Regions from separate parts of the Mus musculus genome. Here region 1 is linked to region 2. Evidence: chromatin contacts called from public HiChIP or PLAC-seq data. All regions are on one chromosome and are shown on one strand. Each heading gives the region's core, a stretch centred on a gene start, on an enhancer-like site or on the middle of the called end of the contact. The rest is flanking DNA. Distances are from core to core; before and after follow the strand shown. Region 1 overlaps Gm33017 (a long non-coding RNA gene). Region 2 overlaps Sorcs2 (sortilin-related VPS10 domain containing receptor 2).

Region 1 (5,364 bases), core at 403-2,902, 340 kb before region 2:
AGAAGCTCTGATTTTATTTTAGCAGCAGGTATCTATCAGGTGGGCTGTGGAGGGGTATGACTTATCTTCTCCTCTCGGGAGTTATGCCAGGAAGGAGGAAATGGGTGCAGAGGGGTCAGGAAACTTGTCCAAGATGGCACAGAGAATACACGGCAGACCCAGGTTAGAGCACTGGCCATCTGGTGTGAGAGTCAACTCTCCCACCGTGCACAGATGGCTCCTTCGCAAGGAGCTCTCTGCATGTCCTTGAAGATTCATTCCCATTGGAAACCAGAACCAGAACACGGAGGGCTACATGGGGAAAGAGCTCAGGCCAAACCGCCCACTGGCTGCACTTCCTCAGATGAGTCGCTTCAGCTCTCATCTCAGAAATCTCCTCCTAGTACAGGGATAGCAGCAGTGAGTGTCCCCTGGGTGTTTTCTAATGCTATACGTGAGGCCCTTTATACCTGAGGGAAGCAGGCAAGAAGAGGGAAGGCAATTCCTGCCTCACAGGGAGCTGGTGAGGACCACCCAGACAAGGGCATAGAAACACCCATCACAGGGCAGCCAGGGCCTGCACACTCCTGGGCTGCTGCTGGCTCCTGGGACCACTCCCCTGGGCACTGCTGGTTGTACCTGAAGGATGATGGAGACTTGAGGGTGACAGAGCTCTGGGTAGAAGGCAGAGCATAAGCAAATAGTTGGGGGAGCAGGTAAATGGCACCAGGAGAACTTGGGGCCCAGGCTCTCTGTGGACTCTGTGCTGACTCTAGATCGGGTATGTTCTACTTTCTCTTCATGGCTCTGAGGGGTGCTGGAGTGGAGTGGGGGTGATACAGGGCTGTGCTGGGAGGTCCTAAGGGGAAAGGCTATTGCATAGCAGGTAGTTTTAGTGTGAGTTCCTGAGCTCTTGGCTGGCATGGGGTTCAGGTTCACCTGCCAGCTGGATCCAAGGCAGAGGGCATGAGGGAGGAAGTTGGACTTCCTGTGTGAATATATAAAAGGCTCTTGTTCATCTGAGGAGCAACGAAGAAGTGAGTTATGATGTGAGATGCCTAGAATCCTAGTGCTTGAGGGGCAGAGGCAGGGGGATTGCAGCAAATTTGAGGCCAGCCTGGTCTGCATGCAGGCCAGTTAGGGCTACACAGTGAAACCTTGTCTCAAAAACAAACAAACAAACAAACAAACAAACAAACAACACACACACACACACACACACACACACACACACACACACACAAAACAAAAAAAGCAAACAACCAAAACAAACCAAACAAATGAACAAACAGTCCAAAAACCCAAAACCAAAACCAACCTACCAAACAAAAAAACCCAAAACCCCAAAACAAAAAAGAACCACCAAAGAAGGATAAACATGCAAAAGCTAAAACTATACCCCAATTATATTGTAGTCTTCCTGCAAGGCAAAGGTGCCCTGCCACCCTGCTGGTGCAGCCCACTGGGTGGGTCTGCCACATGAGCTGGTTAAAGTCCAGCTTTTCTGAAATTCACCTTCAGCACTTTCATTCCCCTCCTGACTGTTATGCTTTCTGTTTCTGATTGGTCACTGTGAAAACAAATCAATGACTGAAAATGAAGCAGAGATCGAGCCCTGGGGAAAAGGAAAATGAAAGTCCTCTGGGTTACCGCCCAGGGTGAAGTCTGCATTCGTCCAGTCAAGGGCGTACACCAGGGGCATGTGAGACGTGAACTGGAGCTGGCCCGACTTTAAGTTCTCCTCTATAGATAATTCCTTAGCTGACCTTTTTCCGGCCTCTGAAACTGATCACGTGAGGCCCACGCCAGCTACTGGAGGGACTGAGGATGGACAGAAAACACCACCATTGAGTGAAAACAAAACATTCAGGACAGTATGCAGTAAGTGCTCAATAAGTGCTATAGTGTGCAGTTGACACTCATTGGAAACAAGGATGAGAACCACGCGTTCGACAAGGACTTTATGTGTGTAAGCATCGGGTGGCTGGTCTGGGGAACTTTTACTCTACCAGAAGCCACTGAGAGAGGCCACGGGTCAGCGTACTGTTCCCATAGCAGGAGTGAATGAAAAGGCAGAGAAGACCCACCGAGTGGGACCTCGGGCAGCCATGGAAGGAAGCAGAGTGCAGGCACCTGCTACAAAGCCTGTTGGCCTTCCAAACAGGTTCAGTGAGAAAAGCCAGTCACCCGAAGCCGAACAGTGCACTGCGTGACTCCCACTGGAACCCAGCAGTTGCCAGGGATACAACAGACAGGAAGATGGGGAGTGGCCAGTGGTAGAGATGGAGTTGTAGTTAGGGTACGGGCTTAGTTACGGAGTGCTTGCCGGGCATGTGTGAGGCCCTGGGTCTCGTCCCCAGCACTTGAAAAGTATAAATAAACAGAGAAAGAGAGAGAGAGAGAGAGAGAGAGAGAGAGAGAGAGAGAGAGAGAGAGAGGAAGAAGAAGAAGGAGGAGGAGGAGGAGGAGGAGGAAGGAAGGAAGGAAGGAAGGAAGGAAGGAAGGAAGGAAGGAAGGAAGGAAGGAAGGAAGGAAGGAAGGGGGGTGAGGTCTTGGAGAGCAGGACATATAGAACTACACAGAGGTGACAGTTATGCAGTGCTTGCTGTAGGTGGATAAATGCCACAGAACTGACACTTTAAATAGCTAAATATCTGTGGTGTGAATTTTACCTCAATTTAAACAATGATAGCAAATGAGTTTCAATACATACCCCAGGCTAGTATAGAACTCACAGTGATCTTCCTACCCCCCTCTCTCTCCTTTTACAATTTATTTATTAAACTACTATGCTTTATGTTATGTTACGGAGTGTCTCTTTCTATTTATTTATTTATTTACTTACTTACTTATTTACTTTTTTATTAGATATTTTCTTTTTTTAAGATTTATTTATTATTATATCTAAGTATACTGTTGCTATCTTCAGACACACCAAAAGAGGGCGTCAGATCTCATTACAGGTGATTGTGAGCCACCATGTGGTTGCTGGGATTTGAACTCAGGACCTTCAGAAGATCAGTCAGTGTACTTAACCGCTGAGCCATCTCTCCAGCCCCGATATTTTCTTTATATACATTTCAAATGCTATCCCGAAAGTTCCCTATACCCTCCCTCTGCCCTACTCTCCTACCCACCCACTCCTGCTTCTTGGCTCTGGCATTCCCCTGTACTGGGGCATATAAAGTTCGTAATACCAAGAGGCTTCTCTTCCCAGTGATGGCCAACTAGGCCATCTTCTGCTACATATGCAGCTAGAGATTCGAGCTCTGGGGGTACTGGTTAGTTCATATTGTTGTTCCACTTATAGGGTTGCAGACCCCTTCAGCTCCTTGGGTGCTTTCTCTAGCTTCTCCATTGGGGGCCCTGTGTTCCATCTTATAGGTGACTGTGAGCATCCACTTCTGTATTTGCCAGGCACTGGCATAGCCTCATATGAGACAGCTATAACAGGGTCCCTTCAGCAAAATCTTTCTGGCATATGCAATAGTGTCTGGTTTTGGTGGCTGATTATGGGATGAATCCTGCCTCTACCTCTTGAGTACTGGGATTACACATGTGTACTTCCATGGCCAGCTAAATTTCAATGTATAAAAAGACTTGTCACAAAGGCAGGCTTCAATCTGTCAGCGTGTTCATCACGGTGCTCCAGCTCCCAGGCTGAGTCACCAAGTTAAAGATCACCAGGTCAAAGGTGCACGCACGGCCACTCATCTCAGCAGCTGCGTGGGCAGGGGCTGGTATTACACAGTTCAGAGTCGCTGCCAGAGTCCCAAGGGCAGAGGGTGGGTGGTTCTTTGGCCTCTGATTTCTACATCTGCCTCCCGCCTTCCTGGGCTATGGTTAATCCTGCCTGCACACCTCTAGAAACCAGGACTCAGCACAGCCTCCTCCTCCAGGCTCCAGAGTCCTGTGGACACAGCACAGAATGGCCTTGGGTGGCTACATAGCATCCAATGCTAACTCTGCCCTGTGAGCCTCTGTTTCCACAGCTAAAAGCACATGTAACAACCATAGGAAGGTGGAGAGGGCACAAAGGAACTCGGAGTCGTGGGGAGCTGGGCATGTTGGGAAAGGGTACCAGGGACTGATACTCTCACCTCCTTCTTCCTTGGCAGCTCTCGCATATCTTCAGAGGTCACCTGGATTAAGATATGTCTGAGGTCACTGTAGCTGTTCTTCTGGCTACTTTGTGGGTTCTTCTTTCTCCCACCCTTCTCCATCCCTTTACTTCTTCCCTTTCAATCCCCTAACATTACGTAGGAGAGAAAAAAAGGATAAGAGAAGAAAGAGTCCACAATATCATTAGAACACTTCCTGTTAACTAAGGGCATCAAGTTCCTTGGGGGCAAGTTTGATCTTTGCCATCCGGATATCTGATTTCTTCTTTCTTTTTCTTTGCTTACAACTACTTAGCAAACTGTGACCAACAGAAACCAACGGCATTCTGCTACCAATCAACAGTTTCCCAGCTCTTGGGACCCAAGTATTTACCCTCTAAAGAGCCCCCAGAATTCCAAACATCACACACTTGCAGAAACTATCTGCAGCTGGCAAAATCCCACCTCTGCCAGAGCATGAGGCAAACCACAGTCAGCTACTGTGGGACGATTGGAAGGAGCCTCGCATTCCACACCTGGGATTAAAACAAAAACCGCATTCTTATAATAGTTCTGTGTTTTTTAAAGAAGCCAAAATTCTCACTACAGGTCACAGGTCAGGGAACGAGCGCAGTGCGACCACTCAGCAGGCAGCCACAATGTCACGGACCCCAAGCCTTTGATTGCACACGTGAGCTTCCATACTCGCAGATGCTTCCTGAAGCTCACACTGAGAGCTTGTGAAGAGCCACCAAGTCCTCCTGGGAATGGCAGGGAAGGAGGGTTCTCAATGGGAAGTGTTCAGTTTTCTGGAGTGTTTCCACCACACATGTGTACTGCTCATATAAGCACATCATAATTTAAAATCAACTAACCTCTGAGACAAACTCGGTTCTTCTATCAATGGAACAGAAGAGAACAATGACTCTTAGTCTCCCCTCTTCCAGGGCCCCTCCCCCTTCTAGCTGCCAGCTTTTTCTGGCTTAAGGGCTCACAGTGTCTGTCACTGTCTCCCTGTCCATTTCTCTCATAAAACTCAGAACTAGGAGCTGGACAGTGGTGGTTGCACGCTTTTATCCCAGCATTCAGGAGGCAGAGACAGGAGAATCTCTCTGAGTTCCAGGACAGCCAGGGCTATACAGAGAAACTCTGCCTCAAACACACACACACACACACACACACACACACACACACAAACCCTCAGGACTAGGAGGGCTACAGAGGACTTGTCTGACTCATCCTGGATCTTCACTGAGCGAAGGATTGAGTGTCAGGTTTAGCTAGC
Region 2 (5,199 bases), core at 856-3,355:
CTACTGTGTGTCCACAGGCCAGTGGTGGTGGTGTGGCTACTGTTTGCTAGAGACTTTGAGCATGGCCAGATTCAAGGGCAGTGCCAAGGCTAATTTACCCTTTCCTCTCATGTGTGTCAGACTTGGTTCAAGGGCTTTCTGAGCTCAGAGATGCAAAGACCCTCCTGGCTTGCTTGATTCAGTTGTATGGGTATGTGGGAGATGGGCTGGGGTGCCACCTACAGAACGTGAGAGGTTTGGTCAAGGGCTCTGCAATGGACTCCTGGCATGTGTGAAGTCGAAGGCGCCCACTTGGATGTGGCTTCTTAGTTCTCCTACTGTGTGAGCCTCAACACTGGTCACTTGGTCCCCACCTCAGCTCTATTGCCCTTGCTCTTTCTCCATGACTCAAGCTCTTCCTCTAGGAAGGCCCTGGGGCCCCTGCTCCCATGTGCAGTCAGCACTGCTAATGGGTTGGGGTGAGACAGTCCCTGAGTGGCGTTGTGTCTGGGACACCTGCTAAGCATGGCAGCCTAGTATGTGGTTTGCTGCCTGCACCCTGGAGGCCCTAAGTGGGTGACCCTGTGCTCTTCCTCCATCCTGGGAGCCTAGCCTCCCCTCCCCTGGGTGACCATGGAGCCTGTGGAGAGCCGCCTACTCTCCTGCTGGCTTAAAAACTACTGAGCAATAGGAGAGGGTCCTGAGACTGGCCAGGAACGAGATGCACAATCTGTGGGCAGGGAAAGGGTGACATGCAGGGACATCTACCCCTTCAAGGACAGCCTACCCAGCCTGCCTCAGTGGCTCTGCTGCCACCCTTGCCTGAGACCACACTCTGGCCACCGGGCTGTGTAGTCTCTGTAAGCTGTCGATTTCATGAACTTGTCCTGTTCTTCAGGCAATGTGACTGACCAGGGCTGGTGGACCTGGTGGAGGTATACTGGGGACCTTGCTGAGCAACCATGATTCACTCACATACTGTCCCTTCACCCACCCTGTCATCCCAGCCTCCAGCCTGTGAGGACTTGGTTTGGTGTCTGTCACCTGCTTCCCTAGGCTTTCTCCAAGGTTCTGACTGTCCCAATGTCTAAGTGTTCCATTCTGGGGTCCTAGACTCCTTCCTGTAGTCCTGAAGAAAGGAGGACTCTCTTTGCGAAGCCTGGAATCTCCTCTCCTGTCAGAAGGATGCCAGCTGGCCCACATGTCCTATTGTGCTGAAAGAGCTTCTGTGGTGGAATGGACCCTTCTTGCTGGCACCAGGGAGGGCTGGCTTCAGGTGTGGGGGCTGCCTCACCTCTCTGGAGCTGGTCTGTAAGTTCTGAGACCACCCTAATCTGTTCTTTTCTTGTCTCCCAAGCTCTCCCTTTCAACCTGTGGGGTCAGGGTTGGGCACGGCCCGGGAAGGAGGGGAGTGCCAAGCGAGCCCTCTGAGCTGCCAATCTGCCAGCCTTTGCTCTGCCTGGGCTTGGCCTAAGTTGACTTTGATCCAGACAGTCACTGTTTCAGAGCTAGCGATGTGTTAGGAGTAGTTGATTCATCCTGGAAGCTATGAGGGATGTCCCAGCCAGACTCTTCACAGGATCCAAGGCATTGACATGGCTAAGGTTGGTATCTGCCTGCCTAAGGTTACAGCTCAGTGGGAGGGGCCCATGGTGACCTGGGCACAGGTGGGCAGGAGCTGTGAGGAGGAGGCTTTGAGGCAGAAGCCCGGTGGGGGGGGGTGTAGGGAGTCGTGTGTGTGTGTGTGTGTGTGTGTGTGTGTGATCGGCAGAGGGTGACAGCATAGAATTGTGGGAGGTAGAGGACATTCAGGAACAGTGTCAGGCTGAACCCTGCTCATCCTACTTACCCACCTGCCTTCTGTCCATGTCTCGGTTGCTGACTTGATGCTGGGCTCACAGGTGACTGCTGTGACCATCCTGTGTTTGCACCAGGCAGATGATGCCCGGGGTCCCTGAACATGCTCCCCTATAAGACAGGCTTATGAGGTGTCTCCCTTGGATCCTGTCAGGGCTCCCTATCCCTTTACCAGTTGGTTCTCTCCAGGAGCCTGTGGCTGTGGAGCCTTATAGTGAGGCCTCGTGAGTCCAAATACTGTGGTGACCACAGGACCCTGAGTGGTCGGGAGCCAGCTGCACTTCTCAGAACCCTGCTGGCTAACAGAGGAGTTGAGTCATGGCCTCAGACTGTGTTCAAGCAATCTCATGTTTTTGCATATTTTTCTCAAGCAATAAATGAGGGCTCTGACACTGAGCCCTTATTCCACTACAAGAAAGGAAATCCCCAAACCTTCTGCCTGGAGGACTCGGAAAGCTTCTAGAGGTGGTGGGGGCAAAGAGAGAGGAACCTAGGGTGGGTCCTCAGGCAGGCAGTGGCATGTGGCCCGTGGTCATCCCCCAACACTCGCTGAGGTTGCTTTCTAAAGGACGAAGTTTATTCTTGTGGAATTCCGTCAAGTACAGACACATCCCAAGGGCCATTAAGAGAGAAGCAGGCATGCTGAGGTGGGGGCCACTTGCAGAAGGGGCCATGTGTGGCTAAGACACCATCTCTAATCCTCTAATCCTTAATCCCTTTTATTCTCTCTCCTCTGGAAGAAATTGAAAAGGGAATTTTTTATGGTAGTGGAAGTAGATAATGACGGCTCCAGTGTTGGTCTGCATAATTCTATCAAGAGTGTCCTGTTATCTGGGTGGGAGTCACTCCTGTGACCTGAGTGCCCAGTAGCTTTGTGTCCTTGTGGTGGTGGCAGTGTGGGTGTGGTGTGTGCGTCCGTGCACGTGTATGTGTGTGTGCATGTTTATGTGCCTATACATGTGTTTGTATGTGTGGTGTGTATATGTGTGTGTGGTGTGTGTGTATGTGCCTATGCATGTATGTGTGTATATGTGTATGTTGTGTGTGTCTATATGTGCACGTGTGTGGTGTATGTGTGGTGTGTGTGTGTGGTGTGTGCATGTGTGTGTGTGATTCATACAGAAACTGAAGATGGGTGCAGCACAGTGTAGGGCTTCTCCTGAGAACGTCACTCAAGACCTTCATCTCTGGGATGCTGCATTGTCTCCCTCTTCTCCCCGCATCTGCACACCATGCTCTTGGCTTTGATTGTCTGTGTTCTGGCCGACAACTCTTCCCAGTTAGCTTTCAAGCTATGTGAGGGTTGGGTGCTCTCACTCCCTTCTCTGCTTGTGTGCTCTGCAATGTGGGCCACAAAACCAGGATGCTTGGTCATGGGTCACAGAAGCCCAGTTCCAGAGAGCTGAAGGGAGAGACTGAATTCACCCAGTACTGGCTTCAGCTTCAGGCATGTCTAGCTCCAGAGACTCTGATGTAAGTACTAGTTTGTGACCCTCAAGCTGTCTGGACCCTGGCTCTCTGTTTTGCTTTCTTTCCAAAGGTCTCCTAGGTCACTCTGTGAGAGTTAGGTTAAAGATGGCTGTATTTCCCAAGGTTGCCAAGATGTCTACACCTGAAGCTCTGGATTCTGTTGAATTCCTCTTGTTGGCCAGAGGCTGAAATACTGGATGAGTAGTCTGGACTTACAGGCTCACCTTGAGACCACCAAGCATGGATCCTGGGGGTGGAGTTTTGTCTCTACGCATAATCCAAGTACCCCTAATGGAGCAGGAGGGTGCTCTGGACAGGATGCATTGTGGGTAGAGAGGGAGGAGCCAGAGCGATCTCAACAACCATCTCCCACCCCTTCTGGCTTCTTCACTGAGGGTTATCACTGCTGTGGAGAATGCTATCCTACCCCAACCACCTGGACCAAGCGGTCAGCCCTCGGCTGTGGCTGCTGCTGAGAGTAGAAGTTCCTGAGGTGACCACAACACCCTTTATACCTGCAGTTTACAGTGTGTGCCAGGTGGTTCCCAAATCTGGTATCCTGGTGTCACTTGTCCCATGTAGAGGCCACTCACACTTAAAAGAAACTTGTCTGTGTCTCAGTGACTGTCCTGCCTGATGTCTCTGTTTCTTCGATCAGCGTACACTGTGGTGGCAGGTTCTCAGGTGACATGCAGGTGAGATGACATGCGTGCCCATGGGGAACGCTGTTTCCTGGTCATGCAAGGCAGTCCTATTAGAAGGAGTTGGGGGATATGGGACAGGCATTGAGTGTGGTATGGTTATCATATCATTGGAGACAGGGACCTTGAGGTCACCTCTGCTTACCATTGCTGATGTATTTCATCAGCTTTGGGTACACCCCCTAAAAAATCAGAACCCAGAGAAGTTGAGAATACTTGTGTAGGGTTAGGGAGGACTGGCTATAAGGTGTCCTGGCCAGTGCTCCCATTCAGTGTTCAGCCTCTGAGACTGAACATGCTCTCAACCAGGCCTGGTTTTCCTAGGCCAGCACCTCTCTAGGGGGACCTAGAGAGGCTAGGATACCCCTGGGAACAGTAGTTCAGGGTCTCAGGAGACAGGACTGCCCAAAGTTTCTTCCCTCTCGGGGGTGGATTTTCTTCCTAGGTTCCCAGCAGAGCTGTGAGGTTTCTTCATCGAATGAGTGACTGAGCCTCACTCTACCTGGGGGTGGGGTTGGTTCCTATGCCAGGAAGCCGGCTGGGAGGTTTTGTTTGGGCGCCTCCAGCCTGGCATTAGTGATTGCTGAAGTGTTTGTAGGAAGTTGGAGTGGAGGTGAACCCCAGATGGAGATCCTTATGGGAAGCCAAGAAGGAAACCAGCCTCTGCCTACAGCATTGCCTGCCAGAGACAGCTGGAAGGCAGATTCATTCAGCAAATGCCATGTGGGCACTTGCCATGTCTGTGGTGGTCTCCAAGGAGTGCCAAGGCCCTCACAGGCCTTTAGAGCTTCTAGGGTGCTTGGAGGGTGCCTGCTGGGATACCCCCCAGACACGGGCGGGTCACCCTTTGCTGAGTCAGCACATTCCAGTGTGTCTGGTCTTTGCTGAGAGAAGGTGAGGTCATCGTGGGGCTGGGCTTGTGAGGAAACTTGAGGATGCCTGGAGCTGGCAGACTCCATGCCTGTGGGCATTTCCACATAGGAAGCTTAGTAAGGTGGTGTGGGCTCAGTGCTCAGCGCTGCCAGAGGTCTGTGCTGAGTTCTGCAGATGGAACTGACTTGCTGGTAGATGGAAGACAGAGATGTTAAAGAGAGATTGGTTTCCTCAGCCTTGGAAGGGGGACTTCCCACCTCATAGAACACCCAGGTCATGGTGGTGGTGGATCCACCTGAAGCTCAGATGTGAACTGTGT

Evidence for each region. HiChIP or PLAC-seq counts read pairs in DNA pulled down with a chosen protein or histone mark.
Region 1: a contact with region 2 is called in a FOXA1 HiChIP or PLAC-seq map of pancreatic cancer cells. The contact joins two enhancer-like sites. A contact is called at or near these places in 2 of 39 promoter capture datasets (hippocampal neurons and stem cell-derived epiblast-like cells) and 2 of 115 datasets of contacts at active chromatin or transcription factors (embryonic stem cells and pancreatic cancer cells).

What each region holds. Positions count from the first base shown.
Region 1 is chr5:36,722,834-36,728,197 of GRCm38.p6, reverse strand. It overlaps Gm33017 (a long non-coding RNA gene), which reads right to left. Exons shown (of 3, transcript XR_376900.3): 3 at 5,268-5,364. Among named protein-coding and RNA genes, the nearest start is that of Gm33114, 4.5 kb to the left of the region's middle. Within about 2 kb of position 1,652, at least 96 of the 459 cell types and tissues checked have an H3K27ac peak or open chromatin away from gene starts, as enhancers often do. A contact at or near this core is called in pancreatic cancer cells, where this site is marked.
Region 2 is chr5:36,379,812-36,385,010 of GRCm38.p6, reverse strand. All of the region lies in intron 1 of Sorcs2 (sortilin-related VPS10 domain containing receptor 2), which reads left to right. Among named protein-coding and RNA genes, the nearest start is that of Sorcs2, 16 kb to the left of the region's middle. Within about 2 kb of position 2,105, at least 28 of the 459 cell types and tissues checked have an H3K27ac peak or open chromatin away from gene starts, as enhancers often do. A contact at or near this core is called in pancreatic cancer cells, where this site is marked.